Regions from separate parts of the Mus musculus genome. Here regions 2, 3, 4, 5, 6 and 7 are each linked to region 1. The links are chromatin contacts, called in public ChIA-PET, Hi-C, HiChIP or PLAC-seq and promoter capture Hi-C maps. All regions are on one chromosome and are shown on one strand. The core of a region is the stretch at or near the end of the contact, and the rest is flanking DNA. Distances in the headings are between cores, read along the strand shown.

What was found. Promoter capture Hi-C pulls out the DNA fragments that hold promoters and counts their contacts. A called contact is a pair of places that touch in the nucleus more often than the background predicts. ChIA-PET counts read pairs in DNA pulled down with a chosen protein or histone mark. HiChIP or PLAC-seq counts read pairs in DNA pulled down with a chosen protein or histone mark.
Region 2: a contact with region 1 is called in a Hi-C map of regulatory T cells, with 2.9 times the contacts expected there. The contact joins the promoter of Bbs2 here to the promoter of Katnb1 in region 1. A contact is called at or near these places in 3 of 39 promoter capture datasets (liver, neutrophils and pre-B cells), 4 of 484 Hi-C or Micro-C datasets (CD4 T cells, CD8 T cells, regulatory T cells and 1 more) and 2 of 9 other capture datasets (adipose tissue and liver).
Region 3: a contact with region 1 is called in an H3K27ac HiChIP or PLAC-seq map of microglia, with 5 times the contacts expected there. The contact joins the promoter of Mt2 here to the promoter of Katnb1 in region 1. A contact is called at or near these places in 1 of 39 promoter capture datasets (liver), 1 of 484 Hi-C or Micro-C datasets (embryonic stem cells) and 1 of 115 datasets of contacts at active chromatin or transcription factors (microglia).
Region 4: a Hi-C map of regulatory T cells shows a contact between it and region 1, with 3 times the contacts expected there. The contact joins the promoter of Nup93 here to the promoter of Katnb1 in region 1. A contact is called at or near these places in 2 of 39 promoter capture datasets (liver and pre-B cells), 2 of 484 Hi-C or Micro-C datasets (CD4 T cells and regulatory T cells) and 1 of 115 datasets of contacts at active chromatin or transcription factors (memory CD8 T cells).
Region 5: a contact with region 1 is called in a promoter capture Hi-C map of neutrophils, with 5 times the contacts expected there. The contact joins the promoter of Slc12a3 here to the promoter of Katnb1 in region 1. A contact is called at or near these places in 4 of 39 promoter capture datasets (liver, neutrophils, pre-B cells and 1 more) and 2 of 9 other capture datasets (adipose tissue and liver).
Region 6: a contact with region 1 is called in a promoter capture Hi-C map of erythroid cells, with 14 times the contacts expected there. The contact joins the promoter of Herpud1 here to the promoter of Katnb1 in region 1. A contact is called at or near these places in 3 of 39 promoter capture datasets (erythroid cells, liver and pre-B cells) and 1 of 115 datasets of contacts at active chromatin or transcription factors (memory CD8 T cells).
Region 7: a contact with region 1 is called in an RNA polymerase II ChIA-PET map of memory CD8 T cells, with 29 read pairs. The contact joins the enhancer-like site here to the promoter of Katnb1 in region 1. A contact is called at or near these places in 4 of 39 promoter capture datasets (hippocampal neurons, liver, neutrophils and 1 more), 1 of 115 datasets of contacts at active chromatin or transcription factors (memory CD8 T cells) and 1 of 9 other capture datasets (liver).

Annotation. Positions count from the first base shown.
Region 1 is chr8:95,079,004-95,083,346 of GRCm38.p6, reverse strand. Katnb1 (katanin p80 (WD40-containing) subunit B 1) reads right to left here and starts at 2,146. Exons shown (of 20, transcript NM_028805.2): 1 at 2,043-2,146; 2 at 454-749. The coding sequence starts at 493.
Region 2 is chr8:94,096,214-94,100,556 of GRCm38.p6, reverse strand. Bbs2 (Bardet-Biedl syndrome 2 (human)) reads left to right here and starts at 2,048. Exons shown (of 17, transcript NM_026116.3): 1 at 2,048-2,321. The coding sequence starts at 2,205. It overlaps Gm39226 (a long non-coding RNA gene), which reads right to left and starts at 1,015. Exons shown (of 2, transcript XR_879106.1): 1 at 367-1,015; 2 at 1-258.
Region 3 is chr8:94,170,345-94,174,687 of GRCm38.p6, reverse strand. Mt2 (metallothionein 2) reads right to left here and starts at 2,070. Exons shown (of 3, transcript NM_008630.2): 1 at 1,813-2,070; 2 at 1,496-1,561; 3 at 1,121-1,352. The coding sequence starts at 1,840. The coding sequence ends at 1,261. It overlaps Gm39227 (a long non-coding RNA gene), which reads left to right and starts at 3,033. Exons shown (of 3, transcript XR_879107.2): 1 at 3,033-3,431.
Region 4 is chr8:94,212,700-94,217,042 of GRCm38.p6, reverse strand. It overlaps Nup93 (nucleoporin 93), which reads right to left and starts at 2,479. Exons shown (of 22, transcript NM_001357266.1): 1 at 2,412-2,479.
Region 5 is chr8:94,327,169-94,331,511 of GRCm38.p6, reverse strand. Slc12a3 (solute carrier family 12, member 3) reads right to left here and starts at 2,304. Exons shown (of 25, transcript NM_001205311.1): 1 at 1,999-2,304; 2 at 989-1,135. The coding sequence starts at 2,274. It also overlaps a transcript of Nup93 not described here.
Region 6 is chr8:94,383,812-94,388,154 of GRCm38.p6, reverse strand. It overlaps Herpud1 (homocysteine-inducible, endoplasmic reticulum stress-inducible, ubiquitin-like domain member 1), which reads right to left and starts at 1,726. Exons shown (of 8, transcript NM_022331.2): 1 at 1,417-1,726. The coding sequence starts at 1,563.
Region 7 is chr8:94,412,877-94,417,219 of GRCm38.p6, reverse strand. No RefSeq gene overlaps it. Among named protein-coding and RNA genes, the nearest start is that of 9330175E14Rik, 20 kb to the left of the region's middle. Within about 2 kb of position 1,784, at least 35 of the 459 cell types and tissues checked have an H3K27ac peak or open chromatin away from gene starts, as enhancers often do. A contact at or near this core is called in memory CD8 T cells, where this site is marked.

The DNA of each region.
Region 1 (4,343 bases), core at 897-3,396:
GGGATGCCCTATCTCAACAAAGGAAAAGAATCTAAGAGAGTTTAGGCTAAAGAATTCTGAACTATTTTTGCTTGATTTCACTTCAGAGCCCTGCCAGCATCTTTGGGCAACCTCCCCTCCATCCACATCCCAAGATCCTTGCATCTGATGGAGGAAAAGGGACCTGGGACATGTCTGGGGTTCTTGGACCGCCTTTCAGCCTTCCTCGCAACACTCCGCTCTTCAGCTTGACCAGACAGATCTCACCTGAATCTCAGAGCAAGTACCAAGCACAGCTGTGCTTATCTTGCTGTATGGAAGGGTTGCTTAATCACCTGCCCAATGTGATTGACATCTTTGTCTACCTGAAAACAAGGACTGTGAGTCTCTCTTGTGCCAGGGAGAGGAGACAGAGCTGAAGGCTAAGACTACTCAGCTTACAAAACAACAGGGTGATAAATGAAAAGTACTCACGCAACTTCCAGGCTGTCTTGGTGACCACAGGGGTGGCCATGCTTCAGGGGGTGGCGCCTGAGACCCCACCCACAAAACAGATTGTGCTTTCTCTGTGGGGTGGGGGTGGATCCCCCCCAGATCCGACAATCAAGTTGGCAGGGAGTTCCCACACATCCAGGCAGAGAGTCCGCCTCTCCTGGCCCAGGACTGCCTGGTGGTTTAGATCATCCGCTATCAAGCAGCAGCCTGGACACATAGGTCGGGATCCCAGATCATGGAATGTCAGGCTTGGACCATCTCAGCTCAACACTGGGCTAGAATGCAAGCAGAGGCGATGGTGGGTTAGGAACTGCTTGAGACGAGTTACAAGTCCCTGGGTCATCAAGGCCACTTGATACAGACTAGCCAGAGCCTCCAGGGCCTGGAGCTGCAGTGCACACTGGGTCTGAAAACCTGTGACTTAAGAGCCCAAAGATAAAAGACCTTCCCTAGGTAGCTGGGCCTGGTGGCTCACGCCTTTAACCCCAGCACTCAGGAGGCCAGCTAGAAGTAGGCAGATCTCTGTCAGTTCCTATCTCAAAGAAAAGAAGGAAGGAAGGAAGGAAGGACAGACTGACATAGGTAGGTGGAGAGGGGATGGAGAGACTGACTTCTCAGGGGCCTACAGTAATGCTCCTGGATGCTGGGTGTCCTAACTTGCCAACCCAGCACCTGCTATGGGGCAGAGAGGATCACATAACTGCAGTCCACTTGGATTTGCACCCCATGTATTGGATGGGGCACTGGAGTCTGAGGTTATGTTTTGGTGCCCATGAGAGGCATCCAAAAGGCAGAGAGACAGAGAGATACACGGAGACGAACAGAGAGACTGAGAGATAGGCAGACGTTCAGAGAGAGAGAGAGAGAGAGAGAGAGAGAGAGAGAGAGAGAGAGAGAACAGTAAAGGCCTTGGGAGGGGGTGATGTTGAGAGGATTCTGAGGGTCCAATCTTCTTGCTTCCTCCATCACCAACTCCCTGGTAAGGGAACCACGCCCACTCCCTGCAACTCTCAAGGGCATAGCTAGGAATTGAGTCTCCAGTCTAGGTGTGAGTCGGAATGACTCCTCAATTCTAAAAGGCCACAGCGTGGATGGAGCCTTCCACCGCCGCCACGGCCCTTCGCCTCTTGCCCAGGAGCTCTCTCGCTGGATTCTCTTTCTCCTGTTGCCTATGCTCCCGTTCTGGCACATCTTGAGCTTCCTTAGTTGGCCATGCTTCGCCAGACCCTCTTTACTTCTCTTGCCCCGCTGCTATCAGAATCCCCCATTCATTCGCTCTCCTGTTTCTGGAGCCCCGACTCAATACGATCCTCCGCACACCCTCAGCTCTGCTTCCGGCCCACCAGCTTTCCCTCTCCGGCCTCCACACACCCGTCCTGCTCGTTCATCCCAAACCTGCCACCGGTCCCTCAGCTTCGCTTGACCCTCCTCCCGTCTGCCTTGAGGGGCACTGGCTCCAGCCTGTCCTGGCCGAGAGCCTCCTGCCGGCGACCGGACTGTCCCCTCCAGGCTCGGCGAAGACTAGAGCCATTTTCCCTTTGCCTCCAAGACCCCGAGAGCCACTCTACCTGCAGCTGTAGCTCTGGAGGCCAAGGCTTCCCTCCAGGCGCGACCCCCACTTGCCTCCATCCTTTGCCCTGATTGGTCGCTGCTTGACAACCGACCCTCACAACAAAACCTCCGGCCTAGAGTCCCTCCCACTTCACTTCTTACACCAATCAGTCGCCACGGACGCCCCGCCTTCCTCTAGAATTGACCAATGGAAGCAAGCGCTTCCGCCGATTTACGTAACTACCCGCCTCCTTTCCCCGACTCAGACTAATCACGAGAAAGAAGCGCTTACGGACCGCCCTTAGGTCCCAGAAGAACCAATACAGGCTTCTGCGTTCTTAGTCCCGCCCCCAGTCAGGCTTGGTTTTTTCCGCCCTTTTCCTGCATTTCCTGGAACCCGGTTGTGTTTAAAAAATCCGCGAGCTGCACCCGATGGCGGCTGCGCCAATCACTTCAGCAACAGCTCTGGATTGACCAATAAACGTTAGTGTTATTGGAGAACCAGCTCTGAGATAGCCAATGGAAAGGGGACTTCTAGAGTGGTATGAAGTTGCAGATCTTCCATATTGAAACAGGGCTGCCAGGACCCCGCCCTCAGACTGTGAGTGTCGCCCGCGTAGTGGGAGGACTTGGCTCTTACTTGGATCCACACGTCTCCTGGAGTTCGCTGACCTCGAGGGAAACAGAGCTTAGTTACAGTGGGGTCGATGTCGAGCCCAGGAGTTCGTCCCTAAGATCACAGTAGCACAGTGGGATGAGTTAGGCTTGTGTCTGCTCGCCTGCGTGCGGAAGTAAAACTACGGAACCGGAGAAAGGCTAATATCTGTGACAGGACAGACAGGTTGGGATGGGGACAGGCTACATAACCCACCATGAGTTCGGGTCCCCCCCTTACTGAGAAACTCGGTCCCAGCCCTTTGCAGAAATAACCTCCAACTCTGGTCTATCCTACACTCACTCCCCTCTGGTCGGGGCTGCTGCATCTGGCGTTCTCCTCTACACAGTCCGGAACGGGAGGAATTTCCCATTTCTAGACGAGGAAACAGATGCTGTGGTGAAAAAGACCAGACATTTGGAAGATCGGACCCAGGACTTAAACTTTTGTTCTTAAAGGCAAGGCACACAAAGTCCCTATTAAATGCAAAACCTTTACGGGAACAAAAGTCACCCACCAGCCTAATGGGAAGTCGGCCCTGCGTAGAAATGGGTAATTATTAAGAGACCTGGATTTGGAGAATAACATTTGATCAAAACTTTGTACTTTGCTGTTCCCGCAACTTTTTATTTAAAAAAAAAAGTCAAATTCTTCATTTTGACACATTTTGCCTTATCTGCTTTGTTTATACAATTATATGTACATTACAGATCCTAAGACATTTCAGTCATGGCAACACTGAGCCTGAAGATCGTTAAGGGCCCTTAGTCACATAACCAATGTCACCACCCCTGAAATAACTTCATTCTCTAACATGCAGACTATATTAAAATGACTGTCACCATCCCCAATACACATAACTTATAAGCAGGAACAAGACTGGGGATGTAGCTCAGTGATAAGAGAGTCTTGACTGGTATGTAGGAGGCACTAGGTTCAATCCCCAGCACTGGAAATACAAACTACCTAGGACCAAGAGAAATGGCAAGGCTCAGTGGCTAAGAGTGATTGCAGTGCAAGAATGAAGACCTGAGTTCAAATCCTCACGACCCATGTAAAAATCTGGGCATGGTGCATGTGTGCTTATAAGGAGCAGTGTTATAGGGAGCAGAAACAAGAGGATTACTAAGATTGTTGGTTGTCATCCTAACTACGGGTTCAGTGAGAGACCCTGACTCGAGGGAATAAGGTGAAGAATGTCAGAGGACAATGCATAGTGATACAATGGGACATGTGTACACACACACCACACATGTGGGGGGCGGGGCACAGTATCTTTATAGGAACCAGACAAGATTCTGCACTCTTGGCATACTTGACTCTTCTAAGATCATCCTATTTCTGTCTCTTGGATCTCCCACTACCCTTCCTCTCTCTCTTCTCTCCTCCCTCTGTATCAGGGTCTCACTTTGTAGATCAGGCTGGCCTTGGACTGACAGAGATGAAGAGCTGGCATTAAAGGCATGGGCTACCACATGAGCATGCACCCCTGGCTTTAACCATGGGTTTGGAACTATGCATTAAAGCTTACTGGGCTCATCTTTGAGTGAAAACAATGACTGCCCCGCAACCGGAATTCAGCAGCAGCCAGTAATTCAACAAGAAGAGAGCCCCAGGAGTCCCTCCCTGATACATGATTGCCTAACCACTGGCCCAGGTAGTA
Region 2 (4,343 bases), core at 799-3,298, 980 kb after region 1:
AATTTTGCATGTTTGTATCTAAAAGAATATATCCCTGAAGTTCACAAGCAGTTCCCCACTCTCAAACATTTCTGGCTTAAAACAAGATCGTTCCCACACATATCTGTAGCCAGAAGTCTGAAATGACGGTATTAATAGGAGACTGTTTCCTCTGAACATTCTAGGGAAGAATTCTGAGCTTCGGGAGCCTTCAGGCACTCTTCAGTTTAGAGTAGCATCTTCAATTGGTGCCTATGGCTGTTTCTGTCTTCTCTCCCTCTTAAAAGGATACATATCATTAGAATTAGGGGCCACTCTAATCCAGGATGACCTCATTTCAAGCTCTTTAACTTACATCTGTAAAGACTGCTCTCCAAATAAGGTTACCTGTTGCCACCAGCAGTGAGGTGTGTGCCAGAGATACAGCTCCACTCTGCCACCTGCAGCAGCCCAAGCACTGGGCACTCCTTTCTGAGACCTCCATCCAAGTGACAACAGGATTCTTGGTTTCACTGCAGCAAAGAATTCCAGGACCAGACAGTTTGAAGCAGTTGAAGTTTCCTGAGATTTTGGTCACCAAGATGGCTCAGCAGGTTAAAAACAACATGGCTGATGACATGAGTTTGGTCCCTAGAACACATGGTATTGTTTTACACACACACACACACACACACACACACACACACCATATACCATACATAATTAATGTAATGTAATATGCTATACTATAATATAAGCATAACGGGGAGGGGCTGGGAAGGAGTTTAAAAGAGAGGATAGGTGCTAAGGGATAGAATAATACATAGCCAAAAGCTTGGATGTGGGTTTCAAGAGGGAACGACTCACTTAGTATCTTATCAGCTACATAGACTGCTTAGTAGCTCTAGTTATATCTCAATGGGCTGTTAGGAATTCCACCCCACTCCCATCTTCTTTCTCTCTTTTGTTTTACTTTGAAAATTAGCTTACAAAGTAGCAGGTCTTTTATGACATTTTCATGCATACTATGGCTGGCTGATCCTTCTCACCTGCTAGTTCCTTTCTTCTACTCCCCCCCCCCCCCCCCCCCCCCCCCCCCCCCCCGCACATTTACTCTTCTTTCTTTCCCTTCTTTTTGATGAATACGTTTATAAGGTGACTTCACCGGTGCTTTGAGTAGAGTTTGCAATTTGCTAAGATGAACCGACTTGTCACAAGGATGTAAAGAGTTAAGTCACATCATTTATTTAAGTAGGGTTTCTTGTGAGGTCCCTAGCAAATTACAGATTTACAGCTGGCAAAGGAGAAAGGCCATGTCCGTTTAGTACTTAAGCAGGATTCAGTGCTTTTTCAACATTCTTAGTTGAAAGTCTTTTCATATAAAGGGCATGTTGTCTCTAGCTGAGCAACTTTGTACAAATGCTAATTGTCCTGAAAATCTTGACTCAGCTGGTGGAGCGCCTTAACTGGACTTGGGAGAGAAGTACTCTTTCCCTTCCCATGTCCCTCAACTTTGCATCGTTCTCTACTGCTTTATATTTACCACCTAAACTATTTAAATAAACTATACTCTTTACTTTTATCTTGAGGGGATTATTATTTTCGGGTTACTATTGACGTTTGCCTGGGCATAACAGCTAAAGCAAGGGATACACTAAGCACTTTAACGTTAGTTTTGTTTTGTTTTTTTAATCGTGCGTGTGCATGTCCTTGGAGCTGGTTTTCTGCTTCCAACTCGGGTCATCAGGGTTGGTATCAAGTGTCTTCACCCACTTAACTATCCGCCCCGTAAAGCCTTAGTTCTTGAACGAATGAAAGGGTGACATAGTGTGTGGCGTGTACGGGGTGCAGCTTGGCTGACACGCTACAGAGAATCCTGGGGAGGTACTGGCTTAGACACCGCCATCCCAGACGCCAAGGTAAGGCTTCATCTAACACTAATTTACAGCCGCAGTCCGAGGACAGACAAAGAACGCAGGCCAACCAGGCACGACGCCACTGCGCAGTCGCAGGAGCTAGTTGGGACTTGCGTAGCTCTGCCGCTGGGAGGGTCCGCGCAGGCGTAGAGAGAGTTGGCGACACCGATCGCGCTCTAGTCTGCGCTTCCGGCGCCGGGCCTGTGGCGTTCCGCAGTCCTGCGTGTATTTACCTCCTACTCCTCATCCGCTGCTAGGCAACCGGCCGGCCAAGCTGCTTGCCTTGCGCCTGCGTCGGGCATCTGTCTTCCGCCCCTAGCTGGCGCCATCATGCTGCTGCCTGTGTTCACTCTGAAACTGCGCCACAAAATCAGCCCCCGCATGGTGGCCATAGGGCGCTACGACGGGACTCACCCGTGCTTGGCTGCCGCCACCCAAGCGGGCAAGGTAACCGCTCCCACCCGGACTCCTGCCTCCTCCAGATCCCGCCCCTCACGCTGCCCCGCCCCCTGCCCGCATTGCCTGGCAACCGGTCGCCGCTGTCCTTGGCTCCAGTCCCATCAAAGTGGGATTTCAAAGAACAGCTTTGTAGCAGTGACGTTTTTTATCACCAGGTTCTCAGTGTTGAACAGTATTGAGGACAGATCAGGAACCTAGGGAAAAGAAGTCTCAAGAAAAAGGAGCGCTTGTCCAGGAGTAGCAGCGATTGCTGACTCCAGATTCATGCCCAGGGCCTCTGCTTGCCTCCAGGATTCTCTTCCATATTTGCCTCTTTACAGTGGAGGAAGCGGGTGGGGTGGGGACAACAACCCAATGTTAAATTCAGATTGTAGTTTTGGTCCTTGATCACGTACATTCAGATCTTATCCCCATAACCTAAGTGTTCATTAAATGGTTATTATGAGCCACATACTGAGAAAGGGGTGTCAGGGTCACAGATAAAAAAAAAATTCAGATTTAGACCCAGTTTGCAAACAAAAGAAATTGTGAAAGTGAGATTGAATTCTTGTTGTTAGACTCAGCAGGTATGCCAGGTACACAATTGCATTTGTGTAAGGAGTTTTCAAGACACTGCCATGTGTGTTGTATGTTACCTTATATGCTACTTCTAGGGTTCCGTAGCAGGAACATAAGGATTCGTTTAAATGGGTTATGATTTCATAAACTGGTATGGTGAAGTAAAATGCTGAACATTCGTCTTGGTATGTGATGCTACTAGTTAAGAGGCGCTACCAGTCCTGAGGTAGTGCTACACATTTGTTATTTTATCTGTTCAAGAGATTGGGATCATAAGTTCAAAGCTAGCCTGGGCAACATAGGAAGACCCTGTCTCAAAATTAAAATTTTAGAAGAAGGGAGTTCTTTGTCCAATTGTCACTTGGATAAAGGCATGCACTGCTAAGTTTGATGACCTGAGTTCTGTCCTAGGGACACACAACATGGAGAGAGATCTGACTCTTGTAAGTTGTTGTCATCTGACCTTCACATGTGCTATAGAGCCTGGACACACACACATACCCACACACACACACACACACACACACACACACACGAATATTCAAATAGTAATATTAAAAAGGCTGATGATGTAACTCAGTGGTAGAACGATTGCCTAACATACTCAACAGCCTGGGTTCAGCCTCCTGAGCTGCCCTTATCCCAGGCACTGACAAACATCCAAAAGAAGTTCGCATCCACATATGCATATGTGCATATACATGTTCGTAGAATGGAGTACTGCAATATAAGAGGCAACGATATCCCACTGGTGTTACCTTAACCCCTAATTTGAGGTACAATCATGTGCTGGACACTTTTCCTAACTCTGCAGATACTGCGATAAATGAAATTTCACCTCTAGAGCTTACATTTGAGAGAGTAAGCAGAGTGTATATGTATATGATATATCATGTCAGAATATGTAATAGGATATGAACTGTATATGGTATAGACACACACTGATACATATATTTAAATTATGCAATACTATGTAATGGTATTTTCTTTCTTCTCAGCACGGGCCAGTAGCCTTTGCTTCTTCTCTTGCTTTGTCTCTGGCCTGTGCTTGTGTGCAAGCTTAAGCAGCTGAGTAGCTGTCTGCCTGTTCAGAGCCTGGGTGAACTGGTTAATGGCAGGAGGTACTTTGAGCCACTCAAAGAGGATGGCTCTTTGCTGCTGCAACCTGATGTAGCTGGGCCATTTGACTAAGCATGTTAGATCTCTTTTGGGCTGGATTTCCTCCCCAATGCCAAAGTTGTTGGGCCTTTTCTCAAAGGATTGACCACCTTTTTGACTTCCTGTTTCTTGATGATGGCAGGGGCCCCGGGGCCACCTTCTTCCCCTCTTCCCCTTGGCCTTCTTTCCTTGGGGCATCTTGCTTGGCTGGAGGAGAGAGAAAGAAGAGGGAATTGTGGGTGATGAGTCCTGTGGAATACATCTTAAATTCAGTCAGAGGTGGGTTACTCCCTC
Region 3 (4,343 bases), core at 821-3,320, 910 kb after region 1:
TAGTCTCCACGCTGCAAGGCATACCCTTGGATACTTATAGTGTTTACAGTACTCTTCATGGCTTTGTTCTTGTTACTGATTTTTAAAAAATAGTTTATGTATGAGTACACCGTAGCTGTACAGATGGTTGTGAGCCTTCATATGGTTGCTGGGAATTGAATTTAGGACCTCTGCGCTCTCTGGTTGCCCCACTCACTCACTCACCCCCTCCCTCCCTTGCTCCAGCCCAAAGATTTATTTTTGTTGTTTTTGTTTTTCGAGACAGGGTTTCTCTGTGCAGCCCTAGCTGTCCTGGAACTCACTTTGTAGGCCAGACTGGCCTCGAACTCAGAAATCCACCTGCCTCTGCCTTCGGAGTGCTGGGATTAAAGGTGTGCGCCACCACGCCCGGCTAAGATTTATTATTTTAAGTACACTGTAGCTGACTTCAGACACACCAGAAGAGGGCGTCAGATCTCATTATGGAAGGTTGTGAACCACCATGTGGTTTCTGGGAATTGACCTCATGACTTCTGGAAGAGCAGCCAGCGCTCTTAACCCGAGCCACCTTGCCAGCCCATGTTACTGAATTTTTAAAAATGGATTTTAGTCTGTAAGCCCAGAATTTATAAGTCTAAGGCAGAAGCTCAAGGACAGCTTAGGTTACACAGTTAAGATCTGGCCTCAAAACCAAAGGTCACCAAAATTTGAGACCAAGCTGGCTTCAGAGTTAGTGGTCCTTCTGCCTCAGGCTCTCAAGTGTTGGGGTTATTACTCGTGGGAGACGTCATATCTGACTCACTCCCATTTTTATTTACAGGTATTTCATACTTTAAGCCTAAAAACCGAAAATAATTAGGGGTAGGGATGTGGCGCATTAGAGCACCTGGGTTTAGTAAGCAGGAAGCTTTCGGTTTAATCCCCAATACACACACACACACACACACACACACACACACACACACACACACACACACGCCCAGTAGGAATGGCCCATTTCTGTGACCAATGCATGCTTCTGCATGACCACTTTCTAGGCGGTCAAAGTCCAGAGAAATATAATCCGACTAGCTCAAATTCAGCTGCTGCAGTCCCATCTCAACGCCTCTGCCAGCCCTTAACCAATGCACAGAGACAAGCTGAATTAATCAAGTCAACGGCTTTTATTGTCAGTTACATGCTTTATAGAAAAAGTTGTGGAGAACGAGTCAGGGTTGTACAAAAAAGGCTAGGCTTCTACATGGTCTATTTACACAGATGTGGGGACCCCTCCGCCCCCCTTCAGGCACAGCAGCTGCACTTGTCGGAAGCCTCTTTGCAGATGCAGCCCTGGGAGCACTTCGCACAGCCCACGGGGCAGCAGGAGCAGCAGCCTGTGGGGAGAGAAGAGTTGAACGTGAGCGAGAAACCTTGTCAGAGGCACACCACCTGAACGCTCCCGGGAGGGAAGGCGCGGCGCGGCGGGCTAGGGACCCCAGGAGAGTGACGGGGAAATGGCAGAGAAGATCCAACTTACTTTTCTTGCAGGAAGTACATTTGCATTGTTTGCATTTGCAGGCGCCAGCGCAGGAGCAGGATCCATCTAAAAGTAGAAGGCAGTCAGTGAGCGCGGTTGAGTGGGACCCGGGAGTACCTGAACGCTGTTCTCCTAGGAAGGTGAGGCAAATCACCCGGGTAGGCGAGCCACTATCTCAAGGACTAGTTTAAAGGAGCAGGAGTGCTTCAGAATTCATTCGGAAGGGGTAGCCGGTCGTACCCTTAAAGTAATTACTAAAGGAGGGGCCAAAAAGCCTGTCTAGCTCTCCCAGAAATCCCGTCAGCAGTCCCCCTTACCGGAGGCACAGGAGCAGTTGGGGTCCATGGCGAGTGGAGGCGGCGGTTGAAGATCGACGAGAGATCGGTTTGAAGAGTTCTAGGAGCGTGATGGAGAGAAGCACGCGGAGCGCGACCTTTATAGCGGAGAGTATTGGGTCGAGCGCAAAAGCTCCGCCCGGGTGGAAGGCACCATGCACGCGCCCCCGCCGCCTGCACACGCCCTTTTTCTGGCTCAAGGGATATGGCCAGCACACGCCCCTGGGCCTGCGCACGACCCGAATTCTGCAAGCGGCCCTCTTTTTGCTCGTGGGACAGAGCCTGCACACGCCCTCCCCCCACCCCCCGCGCTGAGTCACACCCCCTTTCTCTGGGCTCAGGGACTGAGAGCAAAGGAGCTGAGCGCAAAGGGTCTGCGATCCGGTGGGAACCGGTTCCAGGACACCTGCTTGCTCCCGCGCGCGCCCTTTGCGGTGCCCCGGGGCCCGAGGGGCCGGGTGCAGAGGCGATGCTGAGCGACGAGACCTCTGGCCGCCCAGATCACGCCACGGGGACACAGTTTCCGCGCATGTCTTGTGTGCTAACCTGGGTGAAAGCGGGGCTTGGAGACCCTGCGTACAGGAAAACTTAGCTGGCAGTGTGAACCGGTTACAAAAACCAGCCCTACCCCTGGCTTAACTGCTGTTGGTGATGTACTCCTGCCCCCCTGCGTGTCACGTGCTGCGGGCACCGTAAGAGCTGTCGTTTTTCCTTACAAACGCTGGTTGGAGTGTTCATTATTCTCACCGTAGAAAAGTGGAAACGGAGACGCAGTCACATAGTCACTTGCCCAAGATGAGTGTAGGGTTCGAATCCACTAAGGCACCAGCCAGTTGTCAAGAGACTAGAGACCATAGACACAAGCCTTGTGCTAAGACTTACTCTTGGGGGGCGGGGGGAGGGCAGCGAGTGACAGGAAAAAATGGTGGGGGTCTTTGCTGGAGGTGGAATTCAAGAGAACGAAAGCAGTCCATTCTGGGAGGATATGGACCAGGGCCCTTTGCCAGGGTGTTTGCCAAGTAGGAAGGGCCAGATGGTGGTGTTCTGAAACACACGGATGGAAAGCCCCACGTAACCCGACCCACCTCCACCCACGGGTGGATGCTGAGGGGAAGGGTGGAGATGGCAGCCAAAATTTCTTCCCCTGGAGGTACATGGTGTTTCCCCACTTGCTTAAGTCTGCTGAAATCAGACTGGAAGTCATAGCTGGAATGTCTGTGTCATCTGCAGAGCCAGGAAACTGGTGCCGGAAGCTTCCCGGCAGGCCGACTCGGATACTTTCAACGGAGGCTGTGGGTGGGTTGTAACAGGACAGGCTGTCCTCGCAGCTCTTAGTGAAAACTGGGGCAATGCCTTCTTGACTCATTCCAGGCATTACTGGATGCCCACGGCTGTCCATGGATTGTGTGATTAAACACCGTGTCCTTTCCCTTCCTGGCACTTTCTGTGGCTGCCCTGGCTATGAACTTGAACCGGATTGATTTCTGGGCTCCCGTGCTCCCTTTCCAGACTGACCCCAGAGCAGTCTTTGCTGTAACTCCAGCCTCAAGCCAGGATGTTGTTGGCAGTCACCGCTGGCCAAGTCCCGTAAATTCATGGAGGTAACTAACCCACGGTACGGTTATTCCTGCCCAGTTCTCACTTCCCGCTAGGACTTAGATTTTGAAAATGGAAGTACGTCGTAGACTGGATGTATCCGCCAGTTCCTTTAATCAGAGCACTCAAGAGGCAGAGGCACGTAAATTTCTGTGAGTTCAAGGTCAGCCTAGTCTACATAGTGAGTTCCAGTCCAGCTTTGGCTATAAGGTGAGACCCTGTCTCAAACAAACAAAAAATACAAGCAACAATGAAAAAGGAAGTCAAGTTTGAATGATGTGACCCAGGCTTGTAATCTTAGCACTCAGAGGCCCAGCCAGGATTGTGAAAGTCAGGCTGACCTGGGTATATACTTATTGTTAGTCTTAACAATAAATAGATAGACGAATAAGGGCTAGGAATGAAGTGTAAGGTCGAGGGCTTGCTTAGCATATGTGAGACCCTACGTTTAATCCCCAGCATGACATTTTAAAAAATATATGTGTAAATAAATAAAAGCTTGAAGAAGTCACCACCCTGGTATCTGTCATTCACCGAAGCAAAAAACACCACAAAGAGGAGGGAAAACTAAGCTTCCAGAAAGACAAATCCTGATGGAGTTTGGCCCCACATTTGCTCTTGGGGTACTTCTTCCTTCTTTGCCTCCCCCATTCCTTCTGTCCCTTCGTTTATCCCAGGCATTGAACTCACATATGTAAATGCTTTATCTAGAAGCGTACTACCCCCCCCCCCGCCCCCCGCCAGCCTGAGTGGTTCAGAACCTCAATTTATACATTTGTCAAAGAGTCAGATGGTACCAAAACCCAAAGGCCGCATACAAACATCATCTGGTTTGATTATTTTCTGTTCTCCATGTTGGTGTGTCTGTGTGTGTGTATTTGCGTGTGTAGTAATATTTGAGTTCATGGGCCTGTGTG
Region 4 (4,343 bases), core at 1,230-3,729, 870 kb after region 1:
CCCCCCCACACACACACATCCAAACATATATGGGCATGCATCTCACCACACACACACACAGACACACACACACACACACACACACACACACACACGTATACATCAAACATAAAGCTACAAAACATTTCAAGCTTTAGGTTGTTTGAAACAAAGGGGAGATAGCTATAAGTGGCCATACTATAAGAGAGAAAAAAAAAAGACTGTTGCATCTCTAAATTCCATCCAATTCTTTCTCCAAACCAATTATTTCTAGTTGTCTATCTGATAGCTACTCCTGACTGATCTATGGATGCCAGCAACAATTCTAGTTCCTCACCTTGGGTCCCCACAACAGTCAATTTAGCCAGAAACCATCTGGCTCCCCTCTCCCCTGAGACTAGCCTATAACCAAGTTTACTTCTCAAAGCTCATGACAAGTCATGCCCTCACCGTTCCCCTCTGCTCTGACCTTCATGCCTTCCTCCCGATTACCTCAACAGTCTAAAACTTCCCATTTCTTCTAACACACTCTCCCTGTGGCCAAAGTGGCCATTCCAAAATATCTCCCACTTTAGACCAGTTGGGGCACCTCAACCTCAGTTTGTGACATGGTTGCATGAGGTGCTCTGTAAAACAGACAGCGCCATGCACCACCTTCAACTCTTCCCTCCTTCTTCAGTTGTACCCTGACACATCTCTGCTCCTCAGGAAGCCTGGCAGTTTCTTCCCTTCCCGCTCCTGTACCTGTCAAGCACACAAGCATCCCCACCACAGACAGAGAAGGCCCTCCCTACTTATTCTGAACCTTCTAGGCATTCTTCCCTAGCGGAGCAATTGTGACCACTTCTCAAACATCTCTTCCCGTAGAGGAAGGTTCACAGATATTTAACTCTGAATCCTGAGCATTGACCTAAGCCTGGCACATAATAGAACTAAAAACATGTTTGCTAATTAAAATGACTAGTGACCATAACAGAGTTGGGACCTCCTCCTGATCTTTACTCTGACACACACACAAACACCTCAAAATGCATCTACCTTATAGGCTCAGGGGTAAGAGAGATGGCTCAGCAGTTAAGAAAATCTACAGCTCTGTAGAGGACGCCAGCCCAGGTCCCAGCACCCACATCAGTGATTTACAGCTGTCTGTAACTCTAGCTCCAAGGAATCAGACACTCTCTTCTGGCCTCCACAGAAATATCCACATACATAAAAGACACACAAGAACACACAAATGAGAGGAAGAGAGGAGGGAGGGAGGGAGGGAGGGAGGGAGGGAGGGAGAAGAACCCAAGTTCACCACAGCTCCAACAGTTCAAGTCTCATGGTTTTAATATTTATGTTTATTGCTTATGTGTGTGATGTCTTCCCAAGAAAGAAGCCTGTCTCATTCACCACAAGCCTATAATATCAGTAACATTCATTTATTTGATATTTATTGAGCACCTACTTTATTGTGTACCAAACTTAAGTACTAGGTAGGCACTCATGTTCTACAGGGGTCGGGGAAGGACAAACAATACATAGGACAAATAAAACCTAAATGCTTAGGGGAAAAAAAAAAAGCAGTGAAGACAAGAAGAGTGAGGAAAGGCTTAGATTCTAATGGCCCTAGTGAAGACTCCAAGAAAGAGAGCAGACAAAACAGACATCCAACCACAAGAACAAAGCCCTTAAGTCAAAGCATGTCCTGCGGTGGTGTTGGGGGTGGGGAGAGAATGTGGGGTGTAACAGACATTGAAAGTATGGGTCACGTTATTTAAAAGCCTTACAGCTCACTACAGGGAGCTTATATTACTATTGTTGTTGTTATTTCTATGATTAGTATTACTGTTATTATTACTAAAGCGCTGACCTTTGCTTGTACTGAAAGTCATCTAGGGGGGTAGGGGTGGGGCAGGGTCTAATGTAGATCAGGCTGGCTTCAACTCGCTTTGAAAGCGACACCATGCCGCCCATGCTGTGATTTTCTTTCAGAAGGGACCCAATATACTTGGGCATCCCTTACAGAAGACAGGATACAGGGTACCCAGAAACAGGTGAGACAACCGAAGCGGCAATCATTAGCATCCTGTCGGATTCTCCGTAAAAGGAGATTAAAGTTGACAGGGGTTCGCTGGCCGCCCCTTCACCCGGAAGAGCCATTCTCTAGAAGAACGGCCCCCACGCCCCAAAGAGGGCAGTCAGGCCGGGTGACGCCTGGCAGCCGTGGGTGGGCGTGGCGACAGAGCACCAGTGGGGAGGACCACGCTCGGAAGAGCCTAGTCACAGCACTCGGCGAGCAGTCGCCGGCCGGCATGCCCAGCTACAGCAAGAGAGGAAGCACGAGCCTCTTCGAACTAGGCTCGGTGTTCTGCTTCAAGGCCAGGCCCCGAACTCGGGCCCAGGGTCGGCTCGGGGCCGCGTGGGCGCCCACACCTCACACACCTTACCTGCCTCCGTCGCCGCCCGCTGCCGGCTTCTTCACTACGCCGCCGCCGCCGCTTCTCGCGCCGCTCGCCCGCGCCTCCTGATTGGCTGAGGCAGTAAGCTCCCAGAAGCCCCTGCGCGTTGCGCCGCCAAATGAACTTTATGGAGACCCGCAAGAGGACACAGGCGTGGGGGCGGGGCGGGGCCGGAGGCGGGGCTGTCGCTACAAGTAAGTCAAGGAGCTCCGCCCTGCTCCCGCCCACGTGGTTGGAGTTGACAGTCCTAGAGGAAGCATTTCCGCAGTTCCCAATGCTGGGCAGACCCAGAGAGCTCGGCCACTCGGTGTAGAGCTTCAGTCAAGTGCCTGGGCCTGTTCTAGGTGCAGGGAACACGGTGACTTCCACAGCAGACAAGATCCCTGACCTCAAGCAGTTCTCAGCTTGGCCAGGGAAACAAAATATAGTGAATAAATGCAGCAGTAATTAGGAGAGCTAAGAACGGAAAAGCAAACTAATTGAAGAAAAATGGTCGGATGGCCAGGAAAGGTGTCATTCCAACTGAAAGGTGAAAGATAAAAACATGTTTTGGAGTTTCTCAAGGGAAAAGGCTGTCTTTTGGCAGCCTGAACAAGCAAGCTAGGCTGGCCACCTGCCCCGTTGGCCAATTACAGAAAAAAGCAGTGGTGATACCCAAAGAAAAGAGATTACTTCAGTGTGGCCGCGTTGGGAACAAAGTGTGTCACTGGGATATACAAGAACCCTTCAGGAGGTTCTTAGTCTAGTGGGTAAAAGAAATTTGAAAACAGGCGCTGAATGAAAACAATTTTGTTGGGAGTTTGAGAGAAAAATAACAGGACAGGCAAGCTGCAGGTCTCAGCAGCTGCTGAGAGGAGAGACCTGGATAGGAGGAGGTTTTGACAAATGTAAAAGAGTGTGGGGCTAACTGTAAGCACTCGTGTGTGAGTGTGTGTGTGTGTGTGTGTGTGTGTGTGTGTGTGTGTGTGTGTGTGTCCTGGTGCTCAAGGAGGCCAAAAGAGGTCATCAGATCTCCGGAGTAAGATTACAGGTGGTTGTGAGGCGGCATGGGTACTAGGAACCAAACCCAAAGTCCTTTGCAAGAGCAGTATGCTGAGCCATTGCTTTAGCTCCCGTAATAGCCTGTAATCGTTAAAGAGGCACTTTTTGGATTGCACAGTCTCGAACATGTCTAATCTTTCAATGAAGGTCACCGTCCTGACCTAATGAGGACCATGTGAACACAGGCCTAGGCAAGGTTGTCACCATTAATAATTCTAGTTTGGTAGATGCCTGTTTGATAAAGTGTTCTAGTCAGCTTTGCCTTATATGCTTATAAAACATAAATACAATTAACATACAAAGATGCCCACAATGATTAGCATTATAGCTGCACAGAACTTCTTTCTGCCTGCATGTGTATGTTTGTGGTATATATTTGTGTATGTGCAGAAGTATGTGGGCAGCTATGTGCACATGTGCTTGGAGGTCAAAGGTTGCTGTTGGGTGGCTTCCTCTAGTCACTCTCTGCCTTATTTTTTGAAACAGGGTCTCTCACTGAACCCAGCGCTTACCAATGGGCATAAATAGCTATCCAGTGAGCTCCAGGGATCTACCTGTCTCTGCCCTCCTCCCCTGAGCACTAGGGTTACAGGAGCCACCCTCCACACTGGGCTTTTGCTTGCTCAGTAGGTACTTTACCAACTGAGACTTCTTGCCAACACAAAAGATTTTATTATTTTTATGACCTTAATTAATGTGCTTGTGAGAGACAGAGAGAGAGAGATCTCTCTCTCTCTCTCTCTCTCTGTGTGTGTGTGTGTGTGTGTGTGTGTGTGTGTGTGTGTGTGTACTCAGGTCCTTAGACTTGCCATCAGTGTCTTTATCTGATGAACCATCTTGCTAGCCCCAGAAATTATGTTTTGTTTTAATGTCATGGGT
Region 5 (4,343 bases), core at 1,055-3,554, 750 kb after region 1:
GGTGAAAGGGGAGGACAATTTTTATCCCACCTCCTCCCACTCTGCCGTGGAGGCCTGGCCAGCCACTGCCTTGGGCAGCTTATTGACCCCGGGCATAGTATTCTGAAGGCATCAGCAAAAGCCAGGGGAAGCCAGCACCCCACGTAGAGCAGAAATCAAAGCTCAGGTTGCTTCCATATTAAAGGCAAAGCCAGAGGTCATCACTGGGGCTGAAATTCCAAATGGGAGGGTCCGACAAGGCCTTTGGCCCTGCCAACTACTAGGGCCAGGTAGGGACGTGTGACCTTCACACTCATGAGATTTCTGGGGCTCACATCTGCTGAGATGAAAATCAGGGTGTGCCTGGTTCTGGCTAACACAGATCAGGGGGGTGTCCCAACTCTGAATGTGGAGCCCCCGGGGAGGGGGTGAAGGCTCTGGTTCTGCTTTCTCCTGTACCCCATCCCCACATCTTTGTAGAACCCTATATTGTCTTTCAAAGTCAAGGGCATTGAGTCTTTACTTCCTGAAGGGTTACTTATGCTTCATACTACAGCTAACACTAGGCTGTACCATGGTATGCGATGGGAGAGGAGGGATTGTCGATGTGTATGTTAGTGCTGCCCTCTAGTGGCCATGTGGGGAATTTCTTCTAATAACCCCCTAGCAGGCATTGATCCAAGAACTCTCACACCTAACAACTATTTTAATGCTCAGTTTTACGGGTGAGGAAACTGAGGCAGGAGTAGCTAAGTAACTTTCCTAAGGCTACAACACTAGTGAGTAGCTAAGCAGAGATCTTCTTAGGATTGGGTCTTGGCCAAGAGCGCCCAAGAACTGTGGGAAGCCAAATACAATTAATTGGAGGCCACTGCTGATGGGGAAACTGAGGCCCAAACTGAGCTCCAGGTCTAAACTGCTCACTAGGGCCTGAGAGTCAAAGCTGAGGCTGAATGGGGCTCTACCCCCACCCTGTCTAGACATCAAGCTCCGGGCCACAGCCACTCACCATCACCCCCTTGACCCAGCCGAAGCGAACAGGTTCTCCAGGGCTCTTCTCACTGTTGGTGCCTGTCTCATCTTCCACAAGTCCATCAGTCAGCTCACGACCTTGCCGTCCATCAAAGGCCAGGGCATGCAGGTGGCTACCTTCCTGCTGGGGGCCCAGAGACCAATAGGAGTCAGGCAATGGGGGTTAGGGGCTGGGTGTCTGTATTCAGTCTTGCCTGCCCCACTTTGCCACACAGGCAGCCCTTGGACAGCTTCCTGGGTACAATGCTACTCGAAGCTTGGAGAAACACCAGAGAGAGCAAGCAAGCTGAGCATTCAGAATGCTTCTGCTCCGGGAGGCTCCTCCCCTCTAGGGCAGAGGGCTGGAGTCTGACAAGCCTGCAGTCTGAGAAGTGACACGGGATGGGAGGTGAAGCAGTATGTCACACGCCACACACCAGGTCTCTGACACAGAGAGTCTTGAACCCAGGCCTGGACTCCAGCATGGTCATCTTCTATTTCGTATTCCTACCAACCGCAGCCTACTCTGGGACCTTCATCCCAGTACCTATCTCAGCATCCCTATTCAAACAAGGGGTCTTGTTTGGTCCCTTCAGAGGGAAGCTTTGAAACACGGAAGAGTGTTAGAGGTTAGAACATCCAACTGTTGGTGAAACCGTGAGGTGACAGGGATTGGACCCTCCAGCCTCCCAGACAGCGAAGCCGATGAGCTAATATTTGAGAGGGCTCACCATGCTCCCTCCCTCCCTCTCACAGTCTCTCCCAGCGGTGTGCAACCTGCATTTGTATAAGCAGCAGGCTATGCTATCATTGTGCTGCCGGTGCCTGGACAATATGTATTACTTGTGCCCCCAAGCTTCATGGCACCTCTGTCCACTATTCATTTGGGTGTCTTGACCCTAGAGGAAGATGCCCAGTCATTTTCACAACACGAATGACAGAACATGTTGGGCAATCATGCCAACGTTACCCAGCCAGGAAGCGGCCAGTCTTTGAACTTCTGCTTACCTTGAGGAATGAATGCAGGTCAGCCAGGGTGGGCCGCACCTTCCGGGGCTCACCGGGCAGAGCGCTGTTAGCATAGTGTTCGTAGGCCGGCACCACGTCTATGGTGTTGTAACCGAAGGTGCGCATGTATAAGGTGCTGCCGTGTGTTAAGTGGCTGGGCTGGCTGCTGTCACAGGCAGCTGGTGGGGGCTCATCGCCTCCCATCAGTGTGCTGATGGTGAAGCGCCCACTGCACAGAGCATCGCCAGGCAGCTCTGTCACGGGGAGCTCTGCCATTATGGCTCTGGGTATCAAAGGAGGGGACAAGAGTGGGCAAGGGCACTGAGGGTGGCTTTATAGGCTGGGAGGAGGCGGGAGCTTGGTCCAGACCGCCCATGGCAAGTGAGCAGGGTCTCTGCCAGGGTGGGGGGCGGAGCCATAGCAACTGCTGTCCTGCCCCCATTTATCTGATCATTGACACAGGGGCCAATTTGGAGCAGGAGGGCTGGGCTAGAGCCAGGGCCACATCCCTGAGTCCTGCAGTAGCCCTTCTAAGCCTAGGGTAGCAGAGGTTCTGCAGCTAGGACCCAGGAAGCAGCAGACATGAGAGAGGACCCAGAGAAGGCCTGCTGCAAGGTGCCTACCTACACTGCAGGTTAACAGTCCTCGTGTTGGGCACAATGTATTTCTTTCATTTTATTTACTAGTTTGAATGGATGTCATCTTAGGACATGCATATAAAAAAAAAGGAAGTCTGCCTTCCGATCTCCATCCCTCACAGTCTCAGCGTCTTTCCTGATACATTTCAATATACATAAGCCATTGTGATTAGTGGCCTCAAGCCAGACCTGCAGCCACCTCTTGACTGACAAACCTTGAGAGCTTGGTGCTGGCCACTGGCCTCTAGGGTAAACAGGCACAGTGCAGCCTGACCTACACATTCACAGGCTGGCCTACGGGGCTGTAGTTTGGAGCCCAGAGCAACTGGTCTTTCCCTCCCTGGAGCCATGCATTGTTCCCATGAAGTAGGAGATCTGGTCAGCAAAGGCTCCTAAGCCATTGCAGGGGCATTGCCCTGGGGTATGAAAGACACTCTGGGTCTTGATGATGAACTAGTGGATGTTGGATGTGTCCTAAGAAAGCAATGGACTTGTAGCTGTGAGGGGTCCCAGAGTCAGCCCTTACATTAATGGCCCCACCCATAACTATCTTTCCCTAAGAGGCTGGGCGTTCAGTAATCCATGGCTGTGGGGCACAAAAGCCTGGCATCCTGCCCTGTCTCTGGAACCACCCAGTGTTTCCCTGAATCATCTGAGGCTTAGGGCTACCCTAAAGCCCGCTCCCTCTGCCCTCCCAGACACATGTCCTGAATTTGCTCTCAGTTACTTCCCAGTGAGGTGACCCAGCCCCTTACAAGAATAGGAGACGACGGTACATGCTTCTTGCTGCTTTATTGACTATAACAAAGATTTGGAATCGACCTTGACAATCAACAAATGAATGGGTAAAAAAAACTATGTATATGTATAAACCATGTATACATAAGTTATATAAGTATAAATTATATATATGCATGCTACTTGGCTATCAAGTTAAAATGTTTTCGGGAAAATGGACAGTCTCAGTATGAATATTAGGTGAGATCATACAACTTCAGAAATAAACCACACACTCTCCCTCCTGTGGAATCTAGCCAAAAATATATGTATGCATAAAAACAAAAGTACCCGTGGGTACAGTATAACATGAAGAAAGAGCATAAGAAAGGCTGAATATAAAGGAATGAGGAAGGATGGCACAAAGAGCAGGACACAGAAAGGGGACAAAAAGCTGATGTATTCCTAGTTCTAACTCCGTCACAGTTTTTTATTTTTTGATTTGGATGGTGGACAATTGCAAAAAATACATTTGACACTAAAGGTGTAAAATTTAACATGAAGCTCTATAGCTTCTGTTTCTATGCCAATTCTAACTGTATAGAAGTTCACTAAGTTGTACTGACCTTGGGTATGGTTAAATTTTGTTTGAATATTATTATTAACTTGCAAGATTTTTTTTTTCCAGACAGTAATAGTCCTGGCTGGCCTCTAATTCACTTTGTAGACCAGGCTGGCTTCGAACTCACAGAGATCCTTCTGCCTCTGTCTCCCAAGTACTGGGATTAAAGGCGTGTGCCACCACATGTGGCACAAGATTTTTTTTTAATGAAATTTAAAATAAGTTTATGGAATTTAAAATAAGATCTGAGGACTCTTGTCACTGTCCAACAGACCAGCCAGCACCCCATGCTGTGTGGCAGCAGGAGCCCAGGGACTCAGAGAAGCCATGGTGGAGCAAGGGCTCATGGGAAGCTACAGCTACAACAG
Region 6 (4,343 bases), core at 477-2,976, 690 kb after region 1:
CTTTAATTACTGAGAGACTCACACTATGTATAGCCCAGTCTGCAAGACATGCTCCTCCTGCTTTGGCCTCTCCAGTGACATATTACAGAAGCGCACCACTGCGTCCATTCCCGGTATTTTTGTAAGGTACAGATTTGTACACCCAGGAGACCTACTGGTATTTACCAGCTTAGGTCTTCAAATCCAAGGGGCCCAATGTTCCTCACCTGAGGAAAACAGGCCTCAAAACAGCTTTTACAAATGATGCAACCTGACCCGACAGGAGCATCATTTATGCACCTAACTGCCACCTCCCAACAAGAACACCTGGTTTCTTGAAAACAACCACGGAGATCCTACACACTGCCCCGACCAGTTCCAGGGGCTTAGACGCTTACACCCAAAGTGATAAAGTTCCTCGCCAATTCTAAAAGGAAAAGCCTTGTTTACTTTCCCGACAACTCGGAACAAAAACAAACTGAAACCCACGCGCCACTGCCGGTTGGAGCTCTAAGGCCACTGTTCAAAGTCCCCATCTGCAGCCACCCGATTGCCCTCTCCTGTCGGATCCAGAACTGTACTCGTGGACACTTACATAACATCAGAGAACAAAGTAAATACAGGAAGGTCCAGCGCACAGCCTCCGTCACGTGGCAGGGACCGGAGGGGTGGGCGGGGCTAGGGAGCTGTTGACAGATGTGTCAACCAAAGGGGGAGGGGGAGGGGTGGGGAACCCCACGGAACAAGAAAGTCTCCTAACTGACCCACGGTTGTCGTCAAATCAGACTCAGGGCTACTCCAGCTGCTGGCTTCCTTTCTCAGTCATCCTTCGCTAGAAAGTTAAGGGGGCTCCTCCCCGAGACTAAGTGCGGCGCGACAGGGAGGGGCGGTCAACGGAAGGCTGCAGGAGAAGAGCCATGTCTAGCCTATGGGCGTGGGACCTTCAGAAGTTGGTGACTGGGCACGCACCCCACCCTCTAGCCAATGGCCCAATCTGGCACATATACTGTCTGTCCTCGGTACACCCAGAAGTCTCGTTTGGCAACATTTACTTTTCTTATTTCTACCCATCAGATGCAAGCCGAACTGGGAACACCCAGTCAGTCACCTAGTAGTTTGTGGAGGGTCACTGGGACTCGGATGGGGAAATGACTCATTAAGGTCAAATTACTGTTTCCCTGGGAGGATGAGGAGAGGGTACAGGGACGTGGGGCAGATGTGTGACAGCCTTGGGAGTTAGGTGTAATGGGAGGTGAAGAGATGAGGGGCTAGAAGAGGGCAAGCGCGGACTGGTGGAGGCCCAGAAGAGATGACAAGCGCTAGGGCGAGCAGAGGGGCACAGGAGACGGTTGGGCAGGAAGGAGACTCGCGCCCTGTGGTGTGTGACAGGTGAGTTCAGGCAACCCTGCAGGCGTGGCACCCCGGGGTCCCACTCACCGGGCGCTCGGGGTAGACTCGGCTCAGGTGGGCCTTGAGGCGACTCACACTCCAACTGCGGTCGCCACTCAGCTCCAAGTCGCGGTGGCGCTGATTGGGACTCTTCACCAGCAGCGTGACCGGCTCGGGCTGTGGCTCGGGCTCCATGTCTGCGTCGCTGGCGGCTCGACTGCGCTCAGGGATGCCGAACGGGCGGCGACGCAGCCGTCTGAGACCACACAACGACACTTGGCGTCTTTGGGACACGCGCCCCCGTCTCGGGTACCTTTTATGGGCGCCCCGTGCCAGGGCTCCGCAGATAGCGCTCTCTGTGGCTGCCATCCATTGGCTGAGACAGAGGTCAGTGTCCAACGTGGCCCAATCAGCGCCCGGAGAAAGGCGGCGGAGAGGCGGGCTAAGCGCGGGGGTGCGGGCTGATGCAACCCGCCGTGGTTGCGTCATCCTGAGTCCCGACAGCGGCGCGGGAGCGGGTCTTCGGCGGCCATGTCAGGGTGCCCTCTGGGGCGCTGGTCCTGTTCAGGCTCCTTAGCGCGGGATGCGTGCGGTGCCTGAGCCTGGCGGCCTGCCTGACTCCCAAGATCAGCAGGCTCTGCAAATTGTGCCCTCACAAAGCGGCCCTCCGCCCTTTCTGACCCCAGGCGCCTGGGCATACGTCTGTCCGCTTGCATTTTCCCTGGTGGCTGCGCAGCCTGGCATCCAGGGAAGCCTTACGAACTAACCAGGCCTTAGAAGCGAAGAGAAACCAGGCCTGTGTTGCTCTGAGCTGAGAGGATGAAGGATTCGGGCACTTTCCAATGTGCCTGCAGCAAATTTAACGATGCATCAAGTGTGGAACATACCCCTTATAGTAATGGCACTAAGTGCCTCTTGATTGACAAACCCTCTAGGAGACACTGGAAAGGGTCATCATTTATGAACTAACAACATCTGCTGCTTTTAAATTGGGGTTGCGACAAGCACAGCAGTGGTCTCAGATACCTGAAATCTGACCAGAGGCAGTGCTCCAGTGTTTCCTCTGAGTTTGAAAAACAAAACTGGCATTGCTCCGGCCCATCTTTGTCCCAATCCTGTTGGGATACCTGGGTTTTCAGCCATGTCCAGAGCTTACAGAGGTCAGAGAGGTGATAGGAGAGTCCTGTTCGGGAGATGGTTATGTGAGTTTGTCACACAACCATAAGAAAGTGTCGTAAACTGGAGGCTCGAGCAACAGAAGTTTATTTTGAAGCTGTAGAGGCTGGAAGTCTGCGACCAGGGGTTAGGGCAGCATTGCTTTCTTTGGGGGCAGAATCTGTACCACTCTCCTAAGTTCTGCAGGTTTGCTAACTGTCCTTGGGACTTCTTAGCTTTGGGGAGTATTTTTCCAATCTCGAGCTTTCCGATCACATGGCATTCTCCGGGTGTGCACCTGTGTGCGTGCACATACACGGGTGTGAGTGTATCTGCATCATCTTTATGCGTATCTCTGTCCAGTCTCTCCCCTGCCCCCTTTATAAGGGTATCATTCGCATTGTCGTGGCTAAAGACCTCATCTTAACGATTATCTTTCACAAAGATATTTCTAAATGCCATCACATTCTGGGGCTGAGACGTCAGCGTCTCTCTGGAGGACACCCTGCACCTCACCGCAGCGGCATTTGCCAGTGGTCCACCAGGGACACGCCGCAGAACCTCAGCTGCTTTCCTTCCCAGGTTTTATGTTGAAGACCACTGAGGCCAGTGTGGTGTTACAACATAAAGGCCTGCATCAGGAGGCAGAAGCAGGCAGATCTTCAGAAACTAAAGGGCAGCTAGGAGGGCTCTGTCCCTTTGCATGAAGACTGGCCCCCCAGGGCATGTGATCTCTGCCACAGTGATCTTCACATTTGACTTAATACCCTGTTGTTTCTCTCTTAAAATTATTTTTGAAGATTTATGCTATTTGCGCGTGTGTATGTATCCCTGTGCCTGTATGTAGGCACAATGGTGCAGAGACCAGAAAAGAGTTTCCGACCGAGGTTCTCCTCCACATTTCCTTTGAGGCAGGGTCTCTCCCTGAACCTGGGGCTACTGCTTTCTCAGCGAGCCTGGAAGTGGCAAGCACCAGCAATCCTCCTGTCTCTCCACCACTCAGAGCTGGAATCACAGACGTTTGCAAGGGATGCCCAGTTTGTCCTGTGGGCGCTGGGATCTAAACTCTAGTCCTCAGGATTTTGAAAACGTGAGCCAACCCCCTGAGCCACCTCTCCCACTCCACCTTCTCTCTAAGACTCCCTTCATAGGACTAATACTTTCATTTTGCTCTGGGCCCCAGAAAGTTTGAAGCTTTCCCTACCTGATTCTTCTGAATGGGAAAACATAGCTAATTATGATATCGTAGGCTCGCTGGCTAGGAACTGCAAGTCGGGGAAGATTAGATAAGACAAGCAGAGACCTTGGGGAGACAGCTTCGAGAGACACGGGCCTCACTGGGCAAATGAAGTGTGCCTACAGAAAGCTTTCCCCTTGCCTTCAGGGACAAACCTCAGCATCCCTAAGAGAGCTTGTCCATTTCCACGAAGTACTACTGGGAAAGGATGGGCTTGGAATATCACTTGATGGTACCAGGCTTGTCTAACATTCATGAGGTTCTTGGTTTGAGCCTCAGTAGTGGAGGGGGGGTTGCTGGGGGGGGTTCTGTGTTGTTGACTTTACCTTCCCTCCCCCCAAGAAGAAAAGCACATCCAATTTGTTTCTGTCTTAAATTTTATCTCCCTGTGAAACAGCCCTCTCTGAAGGCTGGATTCTGCTTACAGTGTGTTTTGAAAAACACTTAATTTAGCTCAATAAATTGCCAAGGATAGAAAGATAAGCGTGATGTGACCTTGCTCTTCCTGGCCCTACAATTCCAAGGGGCAACAGCCATGGGACAGTGATAATAGAAATACAAAAGAGAATGCAAAAGCCTCAGG
Region 7 (4,343 bases), core at 535-3,034, 670 kb after region 1:
TAACTTTTATTCAAATCTAAAGTTATTAGAAAAAATTAATGAGTTGGGGCTAGCAAGATGGATCAGTGTGTATGTGAATTTCTCACCAAGCCTGACCACTGGACTTCAGTCCCTGGGACGCCCAGGGTAGAAAAAGAATTAGCTCTAAAAGTTGTTCTCTGACGTCCAGATATAGGCCATGGTGGACTGATGTGTGTGTGTGTGTCTGTGCACCCATACACGCTAACTGATTAAACTTTCCTTACATTCTTATTTACTTCATGTGTGTCCCCCACCTGCATGCTATGTGCATGTGTACAGATCAGAGGACGACTTACAGAAACTGACTTTCTCCTTCCACCATGCGGGTCACAGGAATTGAACTGAGTTATCTCTTTGGCCTGATAAAAATATTTTAAAGAAATTGCAGATACCTTTAAGCCCAGCACTTGGGAGGTAGAGGCAGATGGTTCTCTGTGAATACAAGGTCAACTTGGTCTACAGTGCAAGTTTCAGGATAGCCAGTGCTGCACAGAGAAACCCTATCTCTAAAAAACCCAATCACCATCACCACCACCACCATCACCACCACCATCACCATCATCATCATCACCACCACCACCACCATCATCATCATCGATAAAATGTAAAAATAAGGAGTTGGTTTGTTGTTGTTTTTAAGAAATGGGATTCCCCCAAAGGAATCCCATTCTAGACTTCATAGAGAGGTGTGGGTGTGGCCCCAGGTCTTGGTTTGTTTGTTTGTTTTTTCGAGACAGGGTTTCTATGGATAGCCCTGGCTGTCCTGGAACTCACTTTGTAGACCAGGCTGGCCTCGAACTCAGAAATACGCCTTCCTCTGCCTCCTGAGTGCTGGGAGGGACAGGTTTTCATTACTTTTGCCTTTAGGATTTTGTGGGGGTGTGTGGGAGGGTGCGGGTATTGTTTTGATTTGGGGGAATTTTTTTTTCAGTCAGGACTCCACTGTGTAGCTCAGGGTTACTTTTCTCTTAGCTCACAATCCTCCTGCTTGGCCTCCTAACACTGAGATTACAGGCATAGCCATCATGCCTCCTATCTTTAGAGTTTAGCGTATTAAAAACTATTAAGGAGACCTTGAAGAACACTGGAGACCAGACTGACCCTCGGTTTCTTGTTTACAACTATACTAGCTTCCAAGCTCCTGTTTCTAAGTGGATGAAACCCAGCCACTCAGAGGGAGTTTGGTACCTAGGATGGTCTTGCTTCATGTGGCTACTGACACAGGCGATGTCAGTGTGTGCTTGATCCTAAGTGCCACCCCAGACCTTACATGGGATTCTCATGACAAGCCCAGCACATATTCACTCTATGCTTCTTTCCTAAAACCTACAATGTGGGGGAACTGGAGATCTATGGTAGATGTGGACAGAGGCAGATGGTCTTAGACAGTGTAAGGGACCTGTCTCAGTGTTCCACTTAGAGGGACATTAGCAAGGCTGAGGCATCCTGTGGGCCTTCTCCTGGCTCACATCCCACGAGTTTGATGATCAGGAGCCACGGATAGGAAACAGTGAACCCCAGCAGAGGGAATGAAAAGAACAGGTAGACCCCGACAGCCGCTGGTACCCCAAAGCCTTGCACCCATCTCACCTCTTCAAAGGTGATTTTGCCCATCCGTCTGTGGGAAGAGAAATTCCATCAGTCCAGGAGAACTGACCACAACACCCTTGTTCTGGCAGGAGATTGTAGGCCTCCTCAGGCAGTAGACAGTGACCCAGCCTGGGCTGGTAAGGAAGTCACTGAACAGATGCTGAGAGACAGGAGTCATGTGACCGGGACAGCAGCCATCAGAGGGGATCAGGCTGACTGCAGTCCTGTGTGAGCAAGAAGCAGTTTGGAGTAGCTCAGGCTCTGGGCTGTAACCCTACACTAACTTAACAGTGACACAGCAAGAAGTTAGGACTTGGGCTGAAGAGATGGCTCAGCAGTTAAGAGTACAGGCTGCTCTTCCAGAGGACCCTGGCTTGATTGCTAGCATCCACATGGTGGTTCACAGTAGTCTGCAATTCCCGTGTCAAGGGATCTGAACTCCATGGGCACCAGGCATACATACGTTGCACATACAAACATGCAAGCAAAAACATTTATATGCATAAAATAAATAGACACCAAAAAAGTAAAAAGAAGTTAAGAGCCTTGACCCCTCAAGACTTCAGTTTTGTCATCTGTATGGGGGACAGCAAAAACAGTTGCTTTTCTGCTCACCTCCAGGGGTATGGAAGGGACACATTCACTTAGCTTTGTGGGCATCACTTTCCCGGCCTGTGAAATGGGGGTGACAACAGTGAGAATAAATGAGATCTCCCACATGCAGAGTCAAGAACTGGTCCTGCTCTATGGTGACCCAGCAGAGGTGTAATGAATAGAGGGATTTTTTTTTCTTTTTTTTTAGCCGTGCATGATGTTGCACAGCCTTTACATCCTTTAATCTCTGGAGGTAGAGGTAGGCAGATCTCTGCATTCAAGGCTATTCTGGTCTACAGATCGAGTTCCAGGACAGCCAGGGCTACAGAAACAAATGCATGCACATGTACATGCATGCACACATGCACAGGCACATGGGAGAGGGAGGAGGGGGAGGGGAGGGAGAGGGACAGAGAAGCAGAGAGAGACAGTACACAGGCACATGAGAGAGGGGGGGAGGGGGAGAAGGAGGGGAAGGGGAGGGAGGGAAGGGAGGGAGAGATAGAGACAGTGCACAGGCACATGAGAGAGACAGAGACAGACAGATTTTGGTTTTTTTTTTTTATTAATTAATTATTTATTTATTTGGTTTTTTGGAGACAGGGTTTCTCTGTATAGTTCTGGCTGTCCTGTCACTTTGTAGACCAGGCTGGCCTCGAACTCAGAAATCCGCCTGCCTCTATCTCCTAAGTGTTGTATTAAAGGCGTGCACCACCACACCCAGCTCAGAGACAGATTTTGACAGCCAGCTGTTGCTTCTAATGATATTTGTGGGGACATTACTAACTTCAACTATGACCAGAAGCTGGATTCAGCAGAAAGCCCAGCACACATGGTGTCTGGCAGCAAAACTCAACATCTATTAGGGAATCCCCAAACAAAAACGCACAATTGTAACCAAAGACTATGTGAAAGGAGAGAGAGACCAGGCTAGAGCACCAGAGTCTTAGGCGGGGAATCTGACACAGACTGGGAGTTGGGGGAGACCTACCCTGTAGATGGAAAAGAATCAGATGGGGAAGAGGCTGGGGGAAGACTTTGGGTGGAGAGAACAGAGTGAGCCACCCTGTGAGCGGGGCCACAGAAGGAATGTAGGTGGCAGGTCAGCTGCAGGACTGGATCAGTAGCCTCTCAACTGCACCGCTCAGCCAATGAGTGCTTTAGAAATGAAGAAATACACAGTGTTAGGTTCTGGAGAGCAGCTGAGAGGTGAAACTGTATGCAGCAAGCCTCTGTGACCCTGGAGAGGATGTGGCACCGAGGTGCAAAAGAGTTTTGATGTTCTCAGAAACCAGTGAGATATACAGCTGAAAGTAAGACATTTTCTGTTCGTGGAAAGAAGACCGAAAACTACCCTCGCTAAAGGAAACCACAAGGAGGTTTGGGGTGGTGTGTGTGTGTGTGTTTGGGGGTGTGTATAGATGAAAGACCCAAGTATGATGGTGTACACTTACAATCCCAGCTGAAGCGAGATCACAGCTTGGTGAGCAGCCTGGGCTATGGATAGAATCTGCGCTAACAGAAGTCATAGGGTGAAGCCCCAATCTCCGAACAGCAGCAGCAACAACAGCAGCAACACAAACGTTAAAATGAGCAAGGAGCAATCTCTGAACCCCAGGATTGAAGGATATATTTATAACTGAGTTTGACATAGGTCAGAGTTTCCCCGGCTGAATGTTTAACATAAAAAACACACCCAGCCACTGAACGTCTTACTGTCCCTGCCACAAATAAACGCAAAACCCTCTTCTTAGAAAATTTAGCTCATCTAGGGAGCAGAGTCTATGCACAGAAGATCCAAATTCCACTAAAGAAGACCTTAGAAGAATGATGGGCACACAGGGAGGCCACCACCGGCGGTGGCGAGCCGGAAACAACCAGTCAAGAGGGTAAGCAGCCAATGACTTGAGAATGACCCAAGGAAAGGTTCAAGATAAGATTTAAAAGCAACTAAATAATGAGGTGATAACACCAAAGGGGCAGAGATGAGAGATTTGAAGATGAGTTAAATAACGTTAGAAGTAAAAATCACCGATATTAGAATAAAACACTCTGGCTAAGCATGGAACTCAGTGGGCATGCATAAGGATCTGGGTTCGATCCTTAGCACTGCAAGTTAAAGAGATAAGTAAGAAAAA